2 separate regions of the Sus scrofa genome follow, and region 2 is linked to region 1. The links are chromatin contacts, called in public Hi-C maps. All regions are on one chromosome and are shown on one strand. The core of a region is the stretch at or near the end of the contact, and the rest is flanking DNA. Distances in the headings are between cores, read along the strand shown.

What was found. A called contact is a pair of places that touch in the nucleus more often than the background predicts.
Region 2: a Hi-C map of liver shows a contact between it and region 1, with 7 times the contacts expected there. The contact joins the promoter of POFUT2 here to the promoter of FAM207A in region 1. A contact is called at or near these places in 1 of 47 Hi-C or Micro-C datasets (liver) and 1 of 2 datasets of contacts at active chromatin or transcription factors (alveolar macrophages).

Annotation. Positions count from the first base shown.
Region 1 is chr13:207,559,601-207,563,847 of Sscrofa11.1, forward strand. FAM207A (protein FAM207A) reads left to right here and starts at 1,280. Exons shown (of 6, transcript XM_013990227.2): 1 at 1,280-1,544. The coding sequence starts at 1,407.
Region 2 is chr13:207,815,791-207,820,234 of Sscrofa11.1, forward strand. POFUT2 (GDP-fucose protein O-fucosyltransferase 2) reads right to left here and starts at 2,348. Exons shown (of 9, transcript XM_021071525.1): 1 at 2,168-2,348; 2 at 353-603. The coding sequence starts at 2,298.

The DNA.
Region 1 (4,247 bases), core at 30-2,529:
GGGGGGATGTGATAGGGAGAGGAGTTGGCCAAGAAAACACTTCCGTTTGGAGCTTGGGCCCCTTCCTGAGTGAGGGCTGCCATTCCTTCCGAAGGGGACTGTACTGCTGGGGTGGGCGGGGGCAGATTGGGATGGGAAGCAAGGCTTCCACTTTGGGATCGCCACAACTTCAGGTGGAGACCCAGAGAGGGGTCAGGCTGCAGGTGCAAATGTCAGGGCAGCAGGGTGTGGCCTGGTCGCCGAGGGAGATGAAGGGACAGACACAAAGAGAGGGGGCCCAGGGATTTAAAGAAAGTCCTAACAGATGCATTTTGCGGTAGCTGGACAATCTTTTCCTTTGAGAAAGCACGGGCTGCCGGGAAGAGGCAAGAAGCAACCCTGAGGTTGAGGCTGTCCTGCAGGCTCTGGGGGTGGCTAGGGGCAGAGATCACTGCCAGGTGGGGGGCTGGTGAGCAAAGGAGCCAGGAGCCAAGCCAGGGTCTCCCTGCCCGCCATCTCAGGAAACGAGGCCGGATGGAGCAGAGCATATACCTGTGTGTTGAAGACACCAGTGTCTCTGCACCAGCTGCCAGGAGATCATTCCTCCAGCGAGCTGAGTTAGCTCTCTGCCTGTGTGTGCCCAGCAGTCACTACCTCTGTGCTGTCTGTCCTTAGTTCTCCCCACAGCAGTAGAACCAGAGACCATCGCGTGACATTCCCCTAAAGAAGTTGTAGCTGCCACCAGATGGGGGGCACACGACTAGGTGGTGGGCTGGGTCTTCACCATCCAGAAAGCCTCCCAGAAGTTCTCTCCTCTTGCTCACAGCTGGACAAGAGGTTCTAGCCACAGGAACCTGATCTGCAGGTTTTGGTTAGACACCCACCCTGGCCACTGCGCAGGTGGTGATAGCGGGGCCATTGACAGAGTTGGGGTACTGAGCTTGAGAGCTGGTTTCTGGGTTTCTTCCAGGGGCACTTCTGTAAAGTCGCCCCTGTAAGTCCTGGCCTGATGTCTCTGAGGTGCCCCCAGCCCCCAGTCTTCCCGCTACTCCCGGGCATCTCTGACAGGCAGAAGCAAACCCAAGTTTGTTGTGTATTTCAACAAGCGTGAACCCCCCCAGCGCTGTGTCCATCACTCCCCAGTTATCAAGGCTGCACAGATTCCGACAATTAGCCGCCCCCGCCCCGGGAAGCCGGGCAGGGTCGGAGGCGGGACCCCTCGGCCCCGCTCCTCCAGCTGCAGCCGCGCCCTTCTGCGGCTCCGTCCCGCCCTTCCGGTGGCCTGCGCGTCGGGCGCGGGGAGAAGAGCGGATCCCAGCGGCCGGGCTCCTGTTTCCGCCGGGCCCCCAGCACGCGGGACCGACTTCCGGGGGCTTGTGGCGCGTGTGCCCGCGGCTTCCGGCGGGCTGTGGGTCTCCGCGGGCGAGATGGGGAAAGTGCGCGGCTTGCGGGCTCGGGTGCACCAGGCTGCGGTGAGGCCCGCGGGGGAGGCCGCGCCCGGCCCCGCGCCCCCCGCCCGGGAGGCGGCCCCTCCGCAGGCCCCGGCCGGCGGCGTCGGGGCGAAGGTCAGCTGGGGACACCGCCGGCGGTGGGGGGGGGGGCAGAGGTGCGGCGCACTGTGCGGCCTCGGGGGTCCCGGGCTGGCTTTGTGGGCGCCCCCCAGAGCCCGGGACCGCGGCCCGGGCCGTGTTGGCTGCGCGGCCCGCGGGCCTTCCCGGTCCGCGGAGGGTCGTGGCCTCCGTGGGCCCCGAGGCTCGGCGCACGGGCGCGACGGCCCGGGAGGGGTCGGCTTGCTCCGCGCCTGGCGCCGTGCGGGGAAGGACCAGAAGCCGGCCACGGCCACGGGCAGAAAGGCTGCTCGAATGCGGCACAAACAGCTCCCGGGAAAGGAAAGGGAAGTCCCAGGGTCATCAGAAAACGAGGAGCAAACTGAAGAGCCCCTGTGCCCCGTGCCCAGCCCTCCCAGCCCTAAGCAGCCGCCCATCTGTTCTGTGCATTTCGCATGGATGGAGTCCTAGAGATTGTGGCTTTCGCGTTGGGCTTCTCGCATTTAGCGTGGTTTCAACGTTCCTGCAGGTTGTATGACTATCACCCTTCACTCCTTTTTATGGTGGAAAATGTTCCACTGTGTGGTTAGACCATGTTTTATCACGGGCTGACCCGGAGCTGCCTGGAAGCATCTGCCGGTGTCTGTAACCAAGGGGCTCCTCTGGGGATTGTGGACCAGTCTTGTTGGTTTGTGGGGCCCATGGCTTTGGGCTAGTAGTGCTAAGGAGAACAGCTATGCTGTGTGCCAGGCCGTTTACATTGTCATAATCACGCCGACTGATTTTGCGGGGAAAAACTGAGAGATTAAATAAATTACCAAGGACACTTGGCTGCTGCTGTTTGAACCCAGGATCTGGCCCCAGTGCCCAGGCTTTCATAACAACGTTTTTACCCCCTAATATAATTGTGTTAATTTCTTGCATTTTATCTTGTGTAATTGATTAAAGAGCTAGATTTTCATATATGCATTATAAACTTTTTGGGTGTATTTCCCATGATATGTAATTTTTAAATTTTTTTTTTTTTTTTTTTTGTCTTTTTTAGGGCTGCACTCACGGCATAGGGAGGTTCCTAGGCTAGGGGTCAAATCGGAGCTGTAGCTGCCAACCTACACCACAGCCACAGCAACGCTGGATCTGAGCAGCGTCTGTGACCTACACCACAGCTCATGGCAACGCTGGATCCTTAACCCACTGAGCGAGGCCAGGGATGGAACCTGAGTCCTCATGGATTCTAGTTGGGTTCATTCACTGCTGAGCCACGTGGGGAACTCCTATAATTCTTAATTTTTAAATTGATGCATATTTGATTTACAATGTTGTGCCAATTTCGGTTGTGCCAAGTCACAGCAGAGTGACTCAGTCATACACACGTATACATTGTTTTTTACATTATATTCTATCGCGGTCTATCCCGGGACGTTAGAAATAGTTCCCTGTGCTATACGGTAGGACCTTGTTCTAAGTGTAGAAGTTGCATCTGCCAACCTCAAACTCCCCTTCCTCCTTGGCAACCACAAGTCTGTTCTCCATGTCTGTGAGTCTCTTTCTGTTTTGTAAGTGGTTCATTTGCGCCTTATTTAATTTAATTTAATTTTAATTTTATTTTTTTCCTTTTAGGGCCCCACCCATGGCATACGGAAGTTCCCAGGCTAGGGGTCCAGTAGAGCTGGACCGGCCTGCACCACAGCCACAGCAATGCAGGATCTGAGCTGAATCTGTGACCTACACCACAGCTCATAGAAACACCAGATTCTTAACCCACTGATCGACGAACCTGTGTCCTCACGGGTACTAGGCAGGTTCATTACTGCTGAGCCATGATGGGAACTCCCATTTGTGCCATATTTTAGATTCCACATATAAGTGATGCCATATGGTATTTTTTTCTTACTTGCTTTGCTTGGCATGATAATCTCTAGTTGCATCTGTGTGGCTGTGAATGGCCTTATTTTGTGCTTTTTAATGGCTGAGTAGTATTCCATTGCATATATGTACCACATCTTGATCCATTTATCTTTCAGTGAACATTTAGGTTGTTTCCATGTCTTGGATATTGTGAACAGTGCTGCAGTGAACATAGGGGTGCATGTGTCTTTTTCAACGAAAGTTTTGTCAGGATATGTGCCCAGGAGTGGGATTGCTGGATCAAAGGGTAATTCTGTGTTTAGTTTTCTGAGGAACCTCCATACTGTTTTCCACAGTGGTCGTACCAGTTTATATCCCCACCACCAGTGCAGGAGGGTTCCCTTTTCTCCACGCCCTCTCCAGCAGTTGTTACTGTAAACTTGGTAACGAGGGCCATGCTGACCAGCGCGAGGCGGTACCTCGTTGTGGTTTGGATTTGCGTTTCTCTGATAGTGATGTTGGACATCTTTCCATGTGCCTGTTGGCCATCTGTACGTCTTCTTTGGAAACATGTCCATTCAGGTCTTCTGCCGTTTGTCAGTTGTGTTGTCTGCTTGCTGTTGAGTTTGTGTTGTGTGTGTGCTTGGAGATGAAGCCCTTGTTGGTCGTGTTGTCTGCCGTCATTTCCCCCATCCCGCAGGCTGTCTTTTCGTTTTGGTTTTGGTTTCCTTTGCTGTGCGAATGCTTGTCAGTTTGATTAGGTCCCTGTGGTTTATTTTTGTTTTACTTCTGTTGCTTTGGGAGACCTAAGAAAATGTTTGTATGGTTGAAGTAAGAATGTTTCGCCTATGTTGTCTTCTAGGCGTTTGATGG
Region 2 (4,444 bases), core at 1,098-3,597, 260 kb after region 1:
CCAACCACCTTCACATGGGAGCCTGAGCAGGACCGTGGGGACGAGGACGTGCCCTCACGCGTCCCCAGACGTGATCAACGTCACCCACGCGCCATGTTCTCCACAGCACAGGGTGGGAGCCCCGTGGTCCTCTGGGACAAGACCGGCCGGAGGAGCAGGGCCTCCCCAGCACATGTGACGAGGCAGCCAGGGCTTTCAGAGGCCAGGGACACAAAGCTCGCACACGTCGGAACTATGTCCCCAGAAAAACCACGGAAAGACCGAGAGCACTGGCGGCGCGGGGACCGGAGAGGAGCCCCAGCTGGCCCCCCAGAAGCAAGGCCCTCCGGCCCCAGGTGAGAGACCGCCTCACCTGCAATGAACTGCTCGTACTCAATGACAGGGATGTTCCTGTTGAGACTCGGAAGATCAAAAAAGTCGGCCCAGGGGATCCGGACCTGGTGAATGTCGGGGCTCTGCCAGTGGTAGAGGCGGCCCCAGGGGGGCAGGACCAGCACCCACTCCTCGGTTTTGAGCAGCGTCTTCAGGAGGGAGGCGACTCGGATGTAGACGTCTCTGCGGAGGTTGAAGCCCTCCGGGGGGTTCACATCGTACAGAAGGTACCTGGCAGGGAAGAGCGGGTCAGGGCTCCGCACAGAAGACCCCCCACCCCCCACCCACACAAGGCTAGTGGTTTCTGGTCTGGAAAGTGGAGGCAGCTACCCACCCATTTCTAGGGGACCCGTTAAGCAGGCGCAGAAGACATCTCAGCACCCCTTTAACCACAGCAATGGTCACAGCTAAGCGCAGGGGAGTCTCAGCGCCTAGAGCCTGAGCACCTGTACTCCGGGGTCCTCAACCTTCTTGGTCGTCAGACCCCTGCACACTCTTAACAATGACTGAGGACCCCAGGACGTTGTTTATGTGGGTTAAACCTGTTGATTCCTGTATTAGAAGCTAAAGAATTCTCAAAAGTATTTACGAATTTCCTTAAAAGTAACGATAATAAGCCTACCACCTGTTATCATTAGAATTTCCAAATGAAAAATAAGCGTATTTTTTTTTCTTTTTTTCTTTTTTTAAAAGAGCCACACCTGCAGCATATGGAAGTTCCCAGGCCAGGAATCTAATTGGAGCTGCAGCTGCAGGCCTACACCACAGCCACAGCAACACCAGATGGGAGAGGTGGCTTCGACCTGCACCACAGCTCACGGCAACAGCCAGATCCTTAACCCACTGAGTGGGGCCAGGGATCAAACCTGCATCCTCATGGATACTAATCCAGTTCATTACCCCAAGCCACAGTGAGAACGCCTGTGTATTTTCCTACTAGTAAGAAGAGTAGCAATGTTTTCAGTTTTTGCAAATTTCTTTGGTCTGGTGACAGCTGGATTTTCCTGCCTGCTTCTGCATCCCCTGTGTATCACAGGCCTGATGGTCTCTGGAAAAACCCCACAGTAAACTCAAGAGGGAATGTGGGCAAAAGAACAGACAGCAACCTGGTGTTTCTAAGGCCTGGCAGCTGGGGGTCCTTGGACACACTTGGAGAACTGCTGCCCTATCCAAAGCAAGACCCCTCTACAAAACCCAGGCAGGGGTCCTCGGCTTCTGTCCGCCCCCCTCCCTTCTCTGCATTAGTTCTTCCCACAATCTCTGCTCCTGCAGATGAGGCTGCTTGGTAATCCTCGGCTTGGGGCTCTAACCCCCCAAGCCTGCCAACACCGAGACGAAGGGGCCCATTCACCATCTCTACACCCCGCATCCAGCGGTCTGGTTTGGGTCAAGCCCTCAGTAACCGCTGAACGACCCAGAGGCTTGTTTCTCATTCCTGAGACTTATCTACGAAAACAACCAACATCTGGATGGATCGGCCTCCGCTCCCCGTCGGGCTCCCAGGCGGGGGGCGCGAGCCAAGGTAGCCCCGGCAGCCGGGACCTCCCGGAGCCCCAGGAAGCGCAGGCCGTGGGCCCCTGTTAGGTGATGCGGGCCTTGCCCGGGGTTTGAGGAGCCCGAGAACCGGATATTCGAATGGGTGGTTCTTAAGAAAGCCAAGCCTTGTTTATCTGTAGGATCCTCTGCCCCAGGCCGGCCCCTCCGCTCCGCTCCCAGCCCCGCCCCTACCGCCGGCCGCCACCCCCAATCCGGTCCCAGCCCCCCAGCCCCGCAGAGGGCGCGGACGCGCGTTTACCGTCTGCGGGACGCCGCCCCCGACAAGATGTCGGCTGCCGACTGGCCCGGCCAGAACTCCTCGCCCGAGGCTGCGACGGGCGGCCAGGACGCTGCCCCGAGGAGCAGGCAGACGACGCTGAGCGCCGCCATGGCCCCGGCGGCCACACACTTCCGGCGACCGCGCCCCGCCCCGGAAGCGCAGCCCGCGCTCTAGCGTAGCGTCACCTGTAGCCACGGCAACGCTCCGGAGCCCGCCCAGCGCATGCGTCTTGTGTGACTCCGCGTCCGGAAGCTCCTGGGGCAGAACTTGCGAGGGGAGCAGGGGCGGGACGAGGGGCGGGACAGATGGGCGTGGCCTACCTATGGGCGGGGCTCTAGGACGTCCTCGGGGCAGGTTGCCCTGAGGCAGCTGGGGCGGAGCTGGAGCCGGAGGGAGCGGGCTGGAGCCTGGGGGCGTGCCCGGGGCGTGTCTGGGGCGGGGCCAGGTGTCTAGGCGCCGACACCCTCACCTGCCCGCCAAGCCGGGCTCCTCCTGGGCTCCGCTGCCTCCGCCTCCGCACCAGGTGCGAACACTGTCAGCGTGTGGCCTGGGGGCGGGCAAGCCAGGGGACTGACCTCAGACCCTCACGGCTGGCCAGGTGGGGTACCTGGGTCGCAGATCCGCCTGGCCCGCCGCGGGCCTTGAATTAGCGCTGCTGGGCAGTTTCTGAGATGACTGGGTCTCTCCCAAGAGGTAGGTGTGGCAGGAGGCCGTCAGGGCGGGGGTACCCGATGCTGGGCTGGGCGCAGTCTCACAGCGCGAGGAGGGCAGAGCGGGCGGCGAGCCTGGGACATTTGGGGGATGGGGTGGGATGGTGTGTGTCCCTTGGTCGGGGCGGGCTGAGCGGTTGTCCTCAGGATCTCTCCTTCCACAGCAGGGGGCCCTCTCCCCGCCCTTCACTGCGCCCCATTCCCAGGAGTGCCCCACAGACCTGTGCCCGCACTGGGCACTATCTCTGAGAGGTCGGAGCTCCTGGTGGCTCCTGCCTGGGGCCAAGAACTGTACCTGACCTGTTAGGACGATGGGGCCTTTGTAGCTCCTGGTTTGAAACCTCAGTCTCTGAGGCAGGGTGGCTGCGGCCAGCCCCTCGCTGCCATGAAGTGAAGGCTCAGGCAAGGTGGAATTATTGGCTGTCTTTGCCGTCCAAGCCTTTTTCGCTCGGAGGTGTCTGGGACCAAGCGTGTTTGCCACCGTCCACCTGGGAGGGTGCCTGGCATCATTAGAGAAATGGAAATGAAAACCACAGCAAGGTCCCACTGTTTGCTGGGCAGAATGGTCACACGCGACGCTGACAACCCCCGGCGTCGAGCCGAGGCTCAGCTGGGACCCGGTACGCCGTCAGCAAGGTATCCACACACATCACCTCAGAAATGCTCCTACAGCTTCTCGTACAGTGAGACTCACACCTGCCCCGGAGGCAGCCGTTTCATCCCTATGTGTTCACCTGAGAGCAAGTCAAAGCGCACGTACTCCTGAGGACTGCCCCTCCCACGAGCCAAGTGGAACTGGGAGCCGGCACCCTCTCCTCTCCAGTGTCTAGCTTGTGCCACCGTGGGAGCCGGGAAAAGGCCACACTGACACCCCACCTGGGCTCTGCAGCGGTCAGGCTTCTCCAAAGCAGCGGGACTCGGGGGACAGACAGATGAGAGGTGTTACAGGGAGGGGCTCCCGGGGTCCTGGGGGCCTGCCGCTGCGAGCCCGAGACCCGAGAGCTGCCGTAAGATTCCCTCGGAGTCCAGAGGCTCCAGAACCAGGAGCTCTGAGGTCCCAGCTTGGGAAGAAAGAGTGGATTCGCCCTTCCTCCTCCTTCCTGCTCTGCTCCTAATGATTGGATGAGCCCCCCTCCGCCCCGGCCCCCGAGGACAGAGTGGTTTTTGCTCCCCTAGAGAGTCACACACTCAACTCTTCTACAAACACCCACAGGGCACACCCAGAAACACTGCTTTACCAGCTGTCTAGACACCGTTAGTCCAGCCACATGACACATGAAACCACCATCAAGGGTCCTTGTCTCAGCTGACCCCCTCAGCATGAGGCAGCACAGTCCTCGACACCGCAGGGTCCCCGCCACTCCAGCCAGTGCGGCCACCCTCCTGCCAGGGCTTCCCTCTGTGATGGGGGTACTGGAGGCCCCCTGAAGACCGGAACCAACCTCTGCACTTGTACCCTCACTGCGGACCAGGCCCTAAGGCCCCCTCGGCCTCCTGGCCTGGGGAAAACCCCCATGAGGGACCCTGGGAGGTCCAGAATGCCTGC